2 separate regions of the Lactuca sativa genome follow, and region 1 is linked to region 2. The links are chromatin contacts, called in public Hi-C maps. All regions are on one chromosome and are shown on one strand. Each heading gives the region's core, a stretch centred on a gene start, on an enhancer-like site or on the middle of the called end of the contact. The rest is flanking DNA. Distances are from core to core; before and after follow the strand shown.

Region 1 (3,206 bases), core at 100-2,599, 130 kb after region 2:
CGAGATGTCTCCTTGTCCATTTTGTATGGGAGAAGAAGGATAAAGCCTCATATTAGTTCTGCAAAGGAAATCAATAGTGTTCATGTTTGAAATCTGCAAAGGAAATCAATTGTGTTCATGTTTGAAATCTTCAAAGGAAATCAATTATCTTGAAAAGAAGCTCGAAATCTGAAATGAAGCTTTGAATTTGAAGCCTGAAATTTGCATGTTTTCATGTTCCTGATCATAATACCCCCCCCCCCCCCCCCCCCCACACACACACACACACAAAAAAAGGCTGAAAAAGGTGTGTCCTTCAAGAAATTCATTCGTCGGGAAAACCATGTTTAGCCGGAGAAGATGACCGGAAAATTCATATTTGGTCGGAAAATCGTATTTGGCCGGAAATGATGTCGGAAACAGGCAAAACCCACTATACCCGGTCATATTGGTATTCTTTTTACAGTTTCAACAACTTCAATGGTATATTAAGCATACAAATAAATTTAGTGACTAAATGTATAAAAAAACCAAAATTAATTACCCATACAAGTCATTATTTGAATGACCAACTTTAACGCCTTGTTCCCGAGTTCTACTTAAGGAGAGAAATGGGAGGATACTGAGGGAAAGTGAGGGGTGTCGAAAGAAAATCGTGTTCTCGAGTTTCATTAATGGAAGGAAAGTGAGGGGAGGGGAAGGATTTTGAAGTCATATTTTCCTCCCAAATTGGGCGGATTTGGGAAGAAAGTGAGGGGAAGAAAAATTTTAAGTTTTATTTTCTTTTTCCTTCTAACTCGGGAACACAAAAACTAAAAATTTTCCTCTCCTTTCCTTTCATTTCCTTCGAACTCGGGAACACAAAATACTGAATATTTTCCTTCACCTCCCTTTCTTTCAGTCAAAATTTTTCTTCCCTTTCTTTTAATGAATTTACAAAAAAAACTCGGGAACAAGGCGTAAGAACTAATTTAAAGGTGTTCCGTTCAAAAACTTATTCTGTGTTAGTGCATGTTCAAATGTTTAACATAAATTAAAGAAGCAAATTAACAAGATCTAAACTACCAACAAAATGATTATGGGCGGTTTTTAAGGTGCACATGTGCAATGTTTTAGAATGACATGACATATTTCACTTTATGCATTATAAATGTGCACGAATGAAGTCTATCATCAGAATGTTAAAGAAATCAGAATATTTATCCTGGAATAAATTTTCACAATGACAATAAAAGCAAAAAATAAAATAAAAATCAACATGATGCATTGATGTATTGTCATTTTCATATGTAATAAAAGGAAATAAAATATTTACGAGGCAAAAATGTAATAATGGTACTTTAGGGGCCAAATATGCCATTTCAAATTAGTAACTAAGCCACGGATTATTCTTCGCCGTGTTTATATCTCCCACTGAATGTCATCATCTTCATCGTCATTAATCCCTTCTTCGCAATCACAATCACAATCTCGCCTCATAATCCACGCCTCACGTTTTCTAGCTCAAATTCCGCTGATTCCGATCGTCCTCTCGTATCTCGATTCAGTTAGCGATTGGTTTGTATGGTGGTTTTTTCATCCCCTTGCCCTTTTGGTCAATCATTTCACCGATGATGGCGAATTGTTATCTAATCGATTTGCGTTCATATTCGGCTCTGTTCTTTGAAGATTGGCCTGTTCTTCGTTGATTGGTTTGGCGTCTGCCCGTTATAGATCTCCATTTGATTAGTCAAATTAGGTGAACTTGTAAATCTCGAGGTAGATTGGAAATTCTTTATTGGCGCACTAGTACGGATTTGAGATTGATCGAGATTGAAGATATAAATTGCTAAGATAAAAATAAATAGGGATCGGAATCCGAATGGCTATGAGATTACCAATGGTTGATTGCCGTAGCTTGATTGAATTTTGCCGAGCCTTCGAACAGCACAAAAATATGACACCGACGATGAATAACAACAACAATCACTCTCGGAACAATAGGAAGTATGGTTCCAATTCCAATTCTAATTCCAATTCCAGCTCCAATTCAATAAACCCTTTGTATCATCCGTTTTGCGAGCGATCCCCCTTTGCAGCGCTCGATATTCTTATGCTGATTCTCGTATTAGGATCACTCGGATTCCTAATCATACCATACATGAATACAATCTATCATGAAGCAATTGAGATTCTCCCATTGGTTTTTGAAGTGATCGGAGATATAATATCAGATGCACCAATTGCATATGTTGTTGGTTTGGTTGCAGCTTTCAGCGGAGTGATAGCTAGTATTGCCGCTTGGGAAATTCTCGAAGTAAAATCAAGGAAATGTGGAAAGCCAGATTGTAAAGGGTTGCGTAAAGCTGTTGAGTTTGATATCCAGCTTGAGTCTGAAGAGTGTGTCAAGTATTCATCATCAGGAAGAACAACAGATTATGGCGTGAAGCCATTGGAACTAGGAAAAGATCACAAGGAGCTGGAAGCCGAGTTGAAGAAGATGGCACCTCTTAATGGTCGAACTGTTCTTATTTTCAGAGCACCATGTGGATGTCCAGCCGGAAGATTGGAGGTATGGGGTGCTAAAAGAATCCGTAGAATCAAGAAATGATTTTCTTTTTTTTTAATCTTATGCTAGATTTCTCTTTAGATAGAATAAACATGAGCTGATATTATTATTTAAGTCTCCTTGTTCACCTACATACATAATAACAGATCCCTGAAATCTGCATCTTTTACTTGTTATACTTATCAAATTTGATGAAAAAAAGTAAGAACCTTTGATGTTTATATTCAGGATTCAGGATCATCTACCTTGAAACTATTGACATGTATAACTTTATGGTTAATTTTTATGTGTAGTCAGTAATCGTAGTTTACATACGGATACCACAAATTTTAAATATTCTGAGCTTGAGAGCCTACTCATGTATGAGTATTTATTTTTATAACACAATTAACATTGCATTCTCGAATTATTTTTGAAGAAAAAATGAGTGAAAATCATATTATTGGTGTTCTTGCTTGAAAAAAAGAGAAGGCTGACATCTTTACAATATTGTCCTTGTAATCATGTGATAATTGCAAGAAGGCATATACAGTACATTACTATTTACTATAAAGAGGACGGATATTTATATTTTTATAAGATTTTATAAAATCTTTGCTTTCCCTTTCACAAGCTTTTACGGCAAATTGCTAAAAATATATTTTGCAATTTATGTTTTAACGTATAATCAAATAAAGGA
Region 2 (3,266 bases), core at 43-2,542:
CTTGATTGTTTTTTTCGAACGAACTTGAATGTTTTTTTCGAACATGTAATACTTGAATGTTTTTTTTCGAACGAACTTGAATGTTTTTTTCGAACCAATTTGAAACTTGAATGGTCTCTTAAGTCATTTTCCCTAAAAATTACAAATATATATCTCTAACTAATTTTTTTATGGCTAATACCGCTAGAAGGTCGTCACCCTCCAAATCATCAGTCTTCGTTTCAAGAATATCTAAATACACTTTCTGTTTTTTAAATGCTACCTTTTCTATCAATATCGCGATTTTTTCTTTTTGCAAAGAAAGATGTTGGTCCATTATGTCAAACAATCGCTGGTATTTATTCTCCGGCGAGTTATTTAACAATGATGGAACCATTTTCGCTTTATCCATTCCAACAAAGTGTCGAGGTTGTTCAGATTCAAACTCCACATCTTTGTCATTAAGATTGGTTTGAGAACAAGCATCTGATGTTTGTGGGTAATCATTGGATGTCTTTGACCTTTTTGACCCTCTTTTTTCAGTCGACATGGGTAGAAACCTAGAAAATGTGCAATACAAAATATGTTGGTTTTTTGGTATTTAAAGATTGGATTTTAGAAAAATGATTATAAATTTAAAATAATACATGTGTTATCCAAAATATATGCCTCAGAGATCTTGGTGGATAATGAATCATCAAATGAGCAAAGACTCATCAAGAGTAGCAAATATCTTTCTTACATCACTGGCATCTATTGATCTAAACAAGCAACATATCACTAACTCAATTTTCAAAATTCGATGCTAAAAGCATATTTTACTAAAAAAAACTATTCAACAATTAAGAGGAATAACTTTAAATCAACAAAACTGAATAAACTCAAATCGTCTTAAATTGATTTTTCAAAAGAAAAAACTAGACAAAAATTTGAGAAATCGATAATGAGTCAGAAGTAGCTGGTTGTATGATCACTTGTTCTCCTGAGGAGAAAATCATTGACAATCCGTCAAATTTTTCGTCATACTCATTGACATAATCTACCATTTATGAAGAAAAATAAAGTATAAAAACGAAACAAAATATATGAATCTGTTCAGATTGCGATTGATTTCATACACAGAAATGACAAATCGGAATACTGAAATTCAATAAAAACAAACAACCTGGTTATGATGTAAACTGGAAACCCCAGACGAGTTGCCGATGAAGTCGACGGCGTGTGGTATATATAGCGATCATGAAATGGTATGGAAGCCCTAGTTGCTGCGACGTGGAGCAGGCCGCCGTTAATTTTTCCATTTTCGCAATCTTTTATGGGCCTCAATTTAAACTTCGAATTTGTACATAATGGCCCATGACATTGAATTTTAAATTGTTTTTCGGCTTGTTTAATAAGATTAACACTTTTTTAAGAGGGTGTTTGACTTAGCTTTTGTAGGGCAAAAGTCTTTTTTGTAAAAGGACTTTTTGGAAAAGTTATTTTTTAAAATTTGTTTGGATTAGCTTTTGAAGAGAAAAGTCAAAAGTTAAAGTGTTTGGTTTAACTTTTATATGTAAAATGACAAAAAAGGACATGTTTACATATTTACATTAATTTACTACTTTATATATATTATTTTATACTTAAAATTTTTTTAAACACATATTATAATTTTATAAACATTTTATTAGAAAATATAAAATATAAATTTCTTTTAAAATATTTCTAATTTTTTAGATTATACCATGAAAATATTAAAATTAGTACGTTCATACAAATTGTAAATAATTCATAAGAGGACTTTTTATATTAGACCATGACAATATTAGAATTACGTTCATACAAATGTAAAATATAAATTACGTTCATACAAATTAAAATATTTCTAATTTTTTGGATTAGACCATGACAATATTAAAATTACGTTCACACAAATTGTAAATAATTCATAAACAATATCATAGACAATATTACATTCATCTACGTAATGTGATTATATCTTGTGCAATAATATCCCGTCTCGCTGCCATATATAAATCATCATTGCTCGTGCGACGTGTACTTGGACCTTCTTCATAAACATCACTGCCGGTATCACCTCGTACGGGATTGTAGTGTTGTTTTCATCCATTATCTGTGAATACATATAGTATTAACATTTAAGCAACAAACCAATTTCATTAACCCTTCTAAATGATTTCATTATTTTATCAAAATTCTAATCAAAATAGAAAAAATAGATTATCACAACATATCAATTTCACAAAACAGTCATCTGTTAACACAAATATAATCCATGAACAAAAAATTTCATCAGCTTCATATTTCATCAATTTCATTAATTGTTAATTCATTTTTCATCAAGTTCACAAAATAATCACTATTTCACAGCATATTTCAGAAATCAGGAAGAACAAATCACTATTTTAGATGCTAGAGAGAAGAAGATTTTAAGCCGATACCAAACTTTTAACTGAACAATATTAATCTTGGATTTAAATATAACTTTATTGTACATAATTATATATAAGAAATTGGTTTTTGTAAGTTCTATTTGGTCTAAGATCGCTTAAACCTATTTTGGCACACCAATATTTTCAACAAAGAGAAACTTGTATAGAGAAACTTGTATTGTTTGTAATGTGGATGAAGTATATAAATAAGTGATCTCACAAACGACATTTAAGATGGTATTTAAATATGTTTATTTTGCAACAAAATGATGTACAACATGATCCCATATAAGATGGTAAAAACTAAAAACCCTTTAATATTTCTTGTAATTTATTGCTAACTTGAAAAGTAATTCATTTTTGTTTTTTAATCAAAATAATTTTATATGACATATAGTAAGCAATTCTAACTCGATTTCAATTCAAAATCCATTCTAATAATCTAGATTCTCAGATTCGGGTTTGCTTATGATGAAATTCTGTTTGTATGTTGACTTTGGAAGTCAATTCCCAAAATCTTGCAACACAAAATCGATGTAACTTTTTTGTTCAAATATATAACTCTATTGCCATAATCCAATATCTAATGACAAGAACATTGCTATTTACTGGTTAACAATTTATTGTTTTAGAAGTTGGATTTTTGTTAGTGGCACCCGAAATGTCAATTTTTGGTCTCAAAACACGACATTGAAATCGGAAGGAGCACATTTCACAGCAAATCAATTTCACAGCATATCAATTATTTTAGAGGCTAGAGAGAAGAACAGTTCATGGAAAATTCGAAATCGGGAGGAGCACATTTCACAGCACATCATTTTCACAGCAAATCAATTACATAATATCAATTTC

Evidence for each region. Hi-C and Micro-C count contacts between places; a contact is called where the count stands out from the background.
Region 1: a Hi-C map of leaf shows a contact between it and region 2, with 5 times the contacts expected there. The contact joins the promoter of LOC111889953 here to the promoter of LOC111890052 in region 2. A contact is called at or near these places in 2 of 4 Hi-C or Micro-C datasets (bud and leaf).

What each region holds. Positions count from the first base shown.
Region 1 is chr6:80,904,029-80,907,234 of Lsat_Salinas_v11, forward strand. It overlaps LOC111889953, which reads left to right and starts at 1,350. Exons shown (of 1, transcript XM_023886107.3): 1 at 1,350-2,748. The coding sequence starts at 1,841. The coding sequence ends at 2,569.
Region 2 is chr6:80,774,198-80,777,463 of Lsat_Salinas_v11, forward strand. LOC111890052 reads right to left here and starts at 1,293. Exons shown (of 2, transcript XM_042895795.1): 1 at 1,145-1,293; 2 at 50-539. The coding sequence starts at 529. The coding sequence ends at 140. It overlaps LOC111890088 (small nucleolar RNA SNORD24), which reads right to left and starts at 731; the gene lies at 646-731. It overlaps LOC111890102 (small nucleolar RNA R12), which reads right to left and starts at 1,009; the gene lies at 923-1,009.